2 separate regions of the Sus scrofa genome follow, and region 2 is linked to region 1. The links are chromatin contacts, called in public Hi-C maps. All regions are on one chromosome and are shown on one strand. Each heading gives the region's core, a stretch centred on a gene start, on an enhancer-like site or on the middle of the called end of the contact. The rest is flanking DNA. Distances are from core to core; before and after follow the strand shown.

The links. A called contact is a pair of places that touch in the nucleus more often than the background predicts.
Region 2: a contact with region 1 is called in a Hi-C map of alveolar macrophages, with 1.9 times the contacts expected there. The contact joins the promoter of CAPG here to the promoter of USP39 in region 1. A contact is called at or near these places in 4 of 5 promoter capture datasets (fetal liver, fetal skeletal muscle and liver), 1 of 47 Hi-C or Micro-C datasets (alveolar macrophages) and 2 of 2 datasets of contacts at active chromatin or transcription factors (alveolar macrophages and skeletal muscle).

What each region holds. Positions count from the first base shown.
Region 1 is chr3:59,155,227-59,159,802 of Sscrofa11.1, reverse strand. It overlaps USP39 (U4/U6.U5 tri-snRNP-associated protein 2), which reads left to right and starts at 3,206. Exons shown (of 13, transcript XM_013987875.2): 1 at 3,206-4,576. C3H2orf68 (UPF0561 protein C2orf68 homolog) reads right to left here and starts at 3,148. Exons shown (of 4, transcript XM_003354742.4): 1 at 2,916-3,148; 2 at 2,714-2,832; 3 at 1,416-1,567; 4 at 1-1,051. The coding sequence starts at 3,022. The coding sequence ends at 929.
Region 2 is chr3:59,332,833-59,337,375 of Sscrofa11.1, reverse strand. It overlaps CAPG (macrophage-capping protein), which reads right to left and starts at 1,893. Exons shown (of 12, transcript XM_021087297.1): 1 at 1,763-1,893.

The DNA.
Region 1 (4,576 bases), core at 1,957-4,456:
GATTGAATAGGCGATTATTGCTCATGTTGAATTTCCCTTCCTGTGGGCATTAAAGACTGTTCAATCATACTTGGTAACACAGTTTCAAGCTTGTTTTGATAATCCCTCTTCAGCCTGAACAGAGGACGGTCTGTTCACAGCTCAGGGGTGGGGGGTGAGGTTAGAAGCTGGGGCTCTGTAGTCCGAACCAAGGCAGGACGAGAAATCCTCTCAGTTTAGTTCTGGCATCATCTTTCTAGGTGCCTTAGACCAGGCTAAGCAGCCGGGCATGAGAGAAATGTGCAAAAGCCCTGGAAGGGGAGGGGACATGATTGTATGTGAGCATCAAAGAAGAGCTCCCACTGGATTGGTACCAGAATCACTGGAGAGCTGGTTAGAAAGGTAGAGCCCAGAACCCCCACCTGCCAAGTCCTGAGCAGCTGTAGGTGCCCAGTCACACTGGGAGGTGGGGGGGGGGTGGTAGTGGAACTGATGAATTTGGAGAAAGAAAGAAAGGAAGGAAAGAAAAGAACAAAGACACAGAGCTGAAAAGATCTAGGAAAGCAGGGATGAAGTGAGGACAAATATGGAAGAAAGGAACCATAACAAAGAGGGCTCATGAGGTGGGTGTCCCAGAGCATGTGACCCCAGAGAGAAAGCGGCACGTTGGCACAAGGCTTCATAAACCTCAGCTCTCCTTGGGATCCTTACTTCCAGAACACCAAACTAACCAAACAAAATCCTCAAAAAATCCCAGAAATTGGCTGGTCAAATGGGCCAATCTACAAGAAAGAATGGCTACAAGGGAGGCGGCCAGGCATAGTCCTGGTGACGCCCTTTTCCTGTAGATGTGGCGGCTCTGGTGTGGGGGGGTGTCTCAAGATCAGCCCAGACTGGTCCTGGCACCCCCAAACTAAGGGCGGCTCCCTGGGCAGCGAATCCAGGCTGGTCAGGGTCGGCTCTGACGCTTTGCAATCTCCTCCTGGATGCGCAACTTGAGGGCCTCTCGCATAGGTGGCTCCAGAGGCGTATGTGCTGACACCTTGTCACTCACCCTTCCTGGATCATCATCCTACGTGGGGGAAGAATCAGGAAGCTCAGGGCCTGGTCTCTTCTGGAAAGGCAACCTGCCCTGTCCCCAGACAACACTCTCACAGAACTCTGTGACTCACAACTTCTTGCTAGTGCCTGTCATTTCCCAGGCGTCCCCTGTAATAGTGACTCTCAACTGGGGGCTTCGAGCCCTCCCTGTTGCCCGCTGACAGTCACTGTGTGAAGGGAGGGACTTGTGCTCAAACGCATCGCCCAGCGGTCTGTGCCCTCATGTGGGGCAGACACTTCCCACTGGCCCTGAGGAAAACAGTGGCTCAGGGTCTGGCAGTGATTTCCATCACGGCCCAGGACCTTCAGGCTGCAGCTGTTTCCACTAGGCATACCTGATACACGATAACTGATGTGATGTCTCCGCTGTCCGCCTCATATTCTAGGCAGAAGAGCTGATGACCGGGAGGCTCTGGCTCAGAGCCGCCACTACTGCTGCTTTCACTGGATTCCTCACAGTCTGGGTTGCTTGGATGGGTAGAGGCATCTGGAAGGATGGAACCAGAGTGAGAGGGATATGGGGAAGGCTGCTGGAGCTCCTGCACAGAGATGATATAGGAAAACATGCCATAAAGAAAGCCCCAAGCAGAGTTCCCGTCATGGCTCAGTGGAGACGAATCTGAATAGGATCCTTAAGGATGCAGGTTTGATTCCTGGCCCTGCTTAGTGGTTTCGGATCAGTGCCATGAGCTCTGGTGTAGGTCCAAGACGTGGCTAGGATCCAGTGTGCTGTAGCTGTGGTGTAGGGCAGTGGGTACAGCTCCGATCTGACCCCTAGCCTGGGAACTTCCATATGCCGCATGTGTAGCCCTAAACACAACAAAACCTCAATCTTCTCATGGACCAAGAATGTGTATGTGTGTGTGTGTATGCACAACATGGCACCCATCAGTTTTATTCACCTTTATCCCTGCCCCAGGACCAGAAGAGAGCCATCTCCGAATAGGTACATGAATGCACATTTTGTCTACAGTATTGGAGAATAGTAGAGAAGTGGATAGGGATCTGTCTGGGTTCAGGCCAGGCTCTACCATTTACTTCTCAGAGATCTCAGGCAAGTTACTCAATCTCTTTGTTTGTACCTGTTTTCCTGACTGTGAAACCCGTGAAAATTCCCATTTTATGAGATCCTCTTGAAACTAAACGAATTGATGTACCTAACACCTAAAAACACTTTAAGGATGGCTCGACAAATTTAGCGGTGTAGGTTTAACTCTCTCTAGAGGGCAGAGAAACTGGGGGTGGGAAGCTAGGGGGAAGGTCATTAACTGGGTTTGGGCTTCATGTCACAGGTATGTCCTGGTCGTCTAGAACAGTGCCAAACCTTTTTTTTTCTGTTAGATGGTGGGAATATGAGAATTCAGTATAGTGGGGGCAAACCAGCAGACAACTTCCTGCCGCTTCCCAGGTATGTCCAGTAATAGTGTTGCTTAACTAGTCTTGAGGGTCCCTGTTCTGCCGGGAGAACCACTGAGAGGCAGCTGGAGAGCGTCGAGGCGGAAGTTCCGGGAAGGGACGAGATGAACTGAGCCTTGGGGGTTAAGGAGTGTGTTTCTTTTTTTCGTTGTTTGTTTTTTGCCATATAGAAAGGAAGAGTGCGTTCAGGCAGAGGGCTAGAGGCAGGCGGCCTCACCTCGGTGTCGCGGCAGATACACCTGCAGGTCCGGCTTGCGGGGCCGAGTGGGCGCGGGCGTGTGCCGCCTCCTCACCTTCTCCTTGGCCGCCTGCTTTACCTTCTTGTCGTAGTCGTCCCTGCGGGGAGCCGAGCGGGAGTCAGGGACGGCCGGGCCAGGCCAGGCCAGGGGTGGCGCCGGTGGCGCGGGGCGGGGAGGTACCGGGCGAGCTGGTTCCGTCGAATGTGGTGGACGAAGCCGTGGCTCATGTCCAGCCGCCCGCCCGGCTTGTAGCAGAGGCCGGGTCCGGGCCCCGGCGCCGATTCCATCTGGAGCTCTGTGCGCGGAGCTGCGCCGCCTCCGCCTCAACGGCTCCAACGGCAGCCCTCCAGCAGGCAGAACTCCGCGCCACCCGTCGCTCGACTTCCGGCTCCGCACCCTGACGTCGGCGGGGAACCGGCCGACCGGGCCGAGCGTCACCACGCGCGGAGTTCCAGGCGTGAGCTGGGCTGGTGGAGTGGTGCTGGGAATGGGACGTGCGCGACTTCCATTCCCCCGGCGGGGCCTTGCCTTTTTTGTGACGTTATCAATAAGAAAGCAGGATTTAGGCTTACTGCTGATGCACCAGAAAATTCAGAAAAATACAAAGCACCCATCACAGCACTCCGTGATTTGTGTGGAGCCTTCTCGTCTTTTTTTCCCGTGATGAGATGCTGCGAAAACTCCATCATCAGCTGCGTGATCGTCTCATCTTACTCGTGATCTGCGAGGTCGTGAGGAGGCCAGTGCCCGGAAGGGCAAACTGCGGCGCCCCCGTTGCTCAGCCCACCCCCCTGCCCGCACCGGGCCCCTCGGCCCCTTCGCCACCGGTGGCGGGGATGCCCCCTTCCAGCCCACCCAGCGCCCACTGGTCTGACGTCTTAACTCTCTCCGTGAGAGGATCTAGAGCTTTTCAGGGGTCTGAGCCTGTGTCATTTTTGAATCCTCTTTAAAAAGAGACAAAAGATTAGAACAGGGATGGATTGATACATCCACACGATGGAATATCGCTGAGCAGTCAAAAATAACGAGCTGTTACACATTCAACAGCGTGGATGAATCTCAAAATAAATATGCGAGTGAACGAGGCCAGGGGTAAAAAGACTGGTTCTGTGTTTCCATTTAGATAAACTCTAGAAAGTGCACTGATCTGGAGCTCCCTTGTGGCTCAGTGGGTTAAGGATCTGGCATTGTTACCACAGCTGCTCTGGTCGCTAATGTGTAGGGGGTTCCATTTATGGCCTGGGAACTTCCATATGCCAGAGCTGGCCAACAACAAGGACAAAAACAAAAACAGAAAGTGAGTGCACTGAAAGCACGTCAATGGTGGGGGCAGAACACTTGGTGGCTGGTGGTTAAGTTCATTATCTCTTTGGTTTTGGACTGTATATGTACCTCCATTGATATTCAAGCAGACTAACTTATGTATTTATTTTTTTTCTGCTGCACCTGCAGCATATGGAAGTTCCATATGCACGTCAAATTGGAGCTGCAGCTGCCAGCCCATGCAACATCCACACCGATCCTCCACACATCATCTGTGACCTACAACTCAGCTTGGGACAACGCTGTATCCTTAACCCACTGAGGGAGGCCAGGGATCAAGTCTGCATCCTCACGGACAGTGTCGGGTTCTTAGCCTGCTAAACCACACCCGGAATTCCAAATTGCACACTCGTTTCATTTGTCTTTTTTATTTTATTTTATTTTTTATTTATTTATTTTTTTCCATTTCTTGGGCCGATCCTGCTGCATATGGAGGTTCCCACTAGGGGTCGAATTGGAGCTGCAGCTGCCGGCCTACGCCAGAGCCACAGCAACGCGGGATCCAAGCTGCATCTGCG
Region 2 (4,543 bases), core at 644-3,143, 180 kb before region 1:
GAAGAAAGGCAAGTGCACAGCCCCAGGTAAGAAAGAGCCTGTTTGAGACTAGAAAGAAGCCAGGTGCCATTGTAAGTCACCCTGCCCCCACCTCGCCCAGGCTTCCTGCTTCTGGGATACATGCTGGGTTCTCCATAGGGTGGAATCTGGGCAGGGGGTTAATCCATCACATTTAAAGACAGCTAAAGGAGCGCTGGTGAGCCCTATGATAAGAGCTGAGGTGGAAAGAGAGGGCTGGGGTCTGGAGGGAGGACAGGGTGCTTGCACCGCCTGTGAGGATTGCTGGTTGCAGAGATGACCAGAGTGGATTTGGGGGGGATGGTAAAAATTTTTGAAGTATACACATAGGAGTCCTTTTATTTTTTTCTTTTTAGGGCCTCTCCTGCAGCATATGGAGGTTCCTGGGCTAGGGGTCTAATTGGAGCTGTTGCTACCGGCCTAGGCCACAGCCACAGCAATGCCAGATCCAAGCCGCGTCTGTGACCTACACCACAGCTCACGACAACACCAGATCCTTAACCCACTGACCAAGGCCAGGGATCAAACCTGCAATCTCATGGTTCCTAGTCAGATTTGTTTCCAATGCGCCACAATGGGAACTCCCACATAAGAGTCCTTTATCCTTTCTTTCTTTCTTATTTTGTCTACCCTTGAAGCATATGGCGTTCCCAGGCCAGGGATCAGATCTGAGCCACAGTTATGACCTAAGCTGCGGTTGTGGCATTAACAAATCCCTAACCCACGGTGCTGGGCCGGGGATTGAACCTATGTCCCAGTGCTCCGAGACACCACTGATCCCGTTTGGCCACAGAGGTAACTCCTCTTTCTTTCCCTCTTTCTTTTGTTCCTTCCTTCTTTCTCTCTCTTTCTCTTTTTCTCTCTCTTCCTCCCTCCCTCCCTCCCTCCCTCCCTCTCTCTCTCTCTCTCTCTCTCTCTCTTTCTTTCTTTCTTTCTCTCTCTTTCTTTCTTTCCTTTTCTTTCTTTCCAGCTTTGCTATATTTAAGAGTTCCCTCCCTGTCATATTCTGTAAGGACAGTAAAGATCTAAACTTTTCCCAACTTGGGAATTTCCTTAACTCAGCAGAGTGTAGAATGGGCCACCTGGGGCCTGGTCATGGTGGAACCGTGGGGAGAAATTTCGTGTGAGTGAGTCTGTGGGGAAAATGGAAGAGCTGAGGCTGGGGAGGTAGGTAGGACTGATCTTACAAAGCAGCAAAAAGCAAAAAGTGGAGTTGCCATCGTGGTGTAGCGGAAACCATTCCAACTAGGAACCATGAGGCCTAGCTCAGTGGGTTAAGAATCTGGCGTTGCTGTGGCTGTGGCGTAGGCCAGTAGCTGCAACTCTGATTAGACCCCCTAGCCTGGGAACCTCCATATGCTGCGGATGTGGCCCTAAAAAAACAAAAAGCCAAAAAAAATAAAAATAAAAATAAGCGAAAAGTGTCTCCATTCAAGGAGCCAGGGAAGAGGGGTTGTCATTCAAGTGTTACAAGCAGCACTGTGTCTGAACCAAATCTGTTGAGATGAACAGGGAAGTTCCAGAACAGGGAAAGGCAGTGTGCAGGGGGCTGAAGCACAGCCCCCTGCCCCCACCCAGCAGAGGCAGAGAGGAGCAGGGTGGTGCCGGCTTGTGGACTTTACCCAAGAGACCAGAGAAAGCCAACCTCAACTTTCAGCTTCAACCCAACCCTTGGAGAATCTATAGAAAGCTAGGGTGCTACCCTCCAGAAAAACACACACTACACACCAAGCTTCGTACCTACCTTCAGGGTGATGCAGGGAGATCTGTCACAGCCTCTGAAGCTGTAGCAATAGGTGCACCCCCGGAAGGGACAGGGCCAGAAACCTCTGTCAGCCTTTGGTCGCCTGTCATAGCTGCCACTAGAATAAGCTGAGCGAGCAGGTCTGGGAGGGCAGCGGCAGGAGGAGGAGGGGCCTTTGCCTGCTTAGGCTCAATCAGCCCCAACATTGCCCTCTGCTCACCAACCCTCCCTCCAACCACTGGCATCTCAGCTTGCCCCCCGACATTAACTTTAACCCATCCTTGGCCCTTCAGTTGGCCTTGGGCCCCTCCCTAGGTGCCTCTCAGGCTTCTAATTTGACCACCTGCTCAGGTGAGACTCTCCTGAGGACACGTTCCTTCTCTCTCACGCCTCACAGGACCTGCTCTCCATCCCCCCCTCCCCTTTCTCGTCCCTGACACCTACGTGGCCCTAACTCATGGTCCAAAAGTTCTCCCCTCCCTCTTTCTTTTTAGGGCCACACCTGCAGAATATGGAGGTTCCCAGGCTGGGGGTTGAATGGGAGCTGTAGCCGCCGGCCTGCACCAGAGCCACAGCAACGCCATATCCGAGCTGCATCTGCAACCTACACCACAGCTCTCATCAATGCCAGATCCTTAACCCACTGAGCAAGGCCAGGGATCAAACCCATGTCCTCATGGATCCTCGTCAGGTTCATTACCCCTGAACTGCACCAGGAACTCCCTCCCTTCCCTGTTTCTACCCCAGGCCTTCCACTCCAGCCAGTAGATTCCCATTCTCCTGGGAGAAGAATCCTTGTCTTCTCAGCATGCTTTTTCCCACCTTTTTTTCCCACCTTTTTTTCCCACTACAGCTCATGGCAACACTGGATCCTTAACCCACTGAGCGAGGCCAGGGATTGAACCCGCAACCTCATGGTTCCTACCCAGATTTGTTTCTGCTGCGCCACATGTTTTTCCCACCTTTTTCCCTGCTTCCCTGGCTTAGGGGACCCGGCTGTCCTGTGGTGGCGGCATACCTTCAGGATGCCCCTTGGCCTCAGCTGCACTCCTGGGCCCTGCCTTCCCCTAGGCTGTTCTTCTTCTAGAGCTTTCTCATAGCTCAAATGCAGCTCCTCCAGCCCACCTTCCCTTGCTTCTTTTTATCTGTATTGACTGATTTTTTTTTTTTTAATGGCTGCATGAGAGCTCAGTTCCGAGACCTGGGATTGATGGGTTTGAACCCAGGTCAGGGCAGTGAAAGCACCTAGTACTAATGACTAGACCACCAGGAAACTCCCTATTGACTGATTTTTTTTGTGTGTGTGTATTTTTCTAGGGCCGCACCAGTGGCATATGGAGGTTCCCAGGCTAGGGGACAAATCAGAGCTACAGCTGCCGGCCTGTGCCACAGCCACAGCAACGCAAGATCTGAGCCATATCTTCAACCTACACCACAGCTCATGGCAACACTGGATCCTTAACCCACTGAGCGAGGCCAGGGATTGAACCCGCAACCTCATGGTTCCTACCCAGATTTGTTTCTGCTGCGCCACGACAGGAACTCCTGATTTTTTTAATTACAAAATTAACGTTTGTCATATAAAGTCCCAAGAGCCTAGGAATATAAAGCTGTGATACTTATTTCTACCTGGTCTCCCCTTCCCATGAGACACCTTTACTGGGCTTCTTGGTATCCATGTGGTGCTCCCACCGATGCTGCATTTCTAAATTAGAGGTTGTTGCTTGTTGTTGTTGTTGTTTTGGCCATGCCTGCAGCATGCAGATGTTCCTACAGTCCCTAGACCAGGGATCAGACCTGTGCCACAGCAGTGACCTGAGCCACAGCAGTGACAATGCCAGATCCTTAACCAGTACGCCACCAGAGAACTCATAAATTCGAGTTCTTAACTGAAAGAGAAATCAACTCTAGCTAGTTTAGGCTGAAAAATAATTTATTAAAAATAATATTCTGTAGCTAGGAGTTCCTGTTGTGCTCAGCACTAATGAAACTGACTAGTATCCATGAGGCTGCAGGTTTGATCCCTGGTCTTGCTCAGTGGATTAAGGATCTGGCGTTGCTGTGGCTGTGACGTAGGCCAGAAGCTACAGCTCCAATTCAACCCCCAGCCTGGGAACTTCCATATGCCACAGGTGTGGCCCTAAAAAAGCAAAAAATAAAAGGAGAAGTTCTCGTCCTGGCTCAGTGGAAACAAATCTGACTAGTATCCATGAGGTTGCGGGTTCGATCCCTGGCCTCACTCAGTGTGTTAAGGATCCGGTGTTGCCGTGAGCTGTGGTGTAGGTCACAGACCTGGCTCGGATCCTGTGTTGCTGTGGTTATGGTGTAGGCTCCGGTTTGACCCCTAACCTGGGAAACTCTATATGTCACGGGTGTGGCCCTAAAAGACAATAATAATAATAATAATACAATAAAATTTAAAAAGGAATCACTTTTTTTTTTTTTTGGTCTTTTTAGGGCCGCACCCACGGCATATGGATGTTCCCAGGCTAAGGGTCAAGTCAGAGCTGTAGCCACTGGCCTACACCACAGCCACAGCAACGACAGATCCTCAACCCACTGAGTGAGGCCAGGGATTGAAACTGCATCCTCGTGGATGCTAGTCAGATTCGGTTCTGCTGAGCCATGAAGGGAACTCCAAAAAACAGAATCACTTTGATGTACAGCAGAAATTAACACGACATTGTAAATCACCTATAATATACTTCAATTAAAAAAGAAATTCAGTAGCTCACCACATCTCCAGGAGGACCAGAGAATCAGCCAGGAACAAGGTCCCTA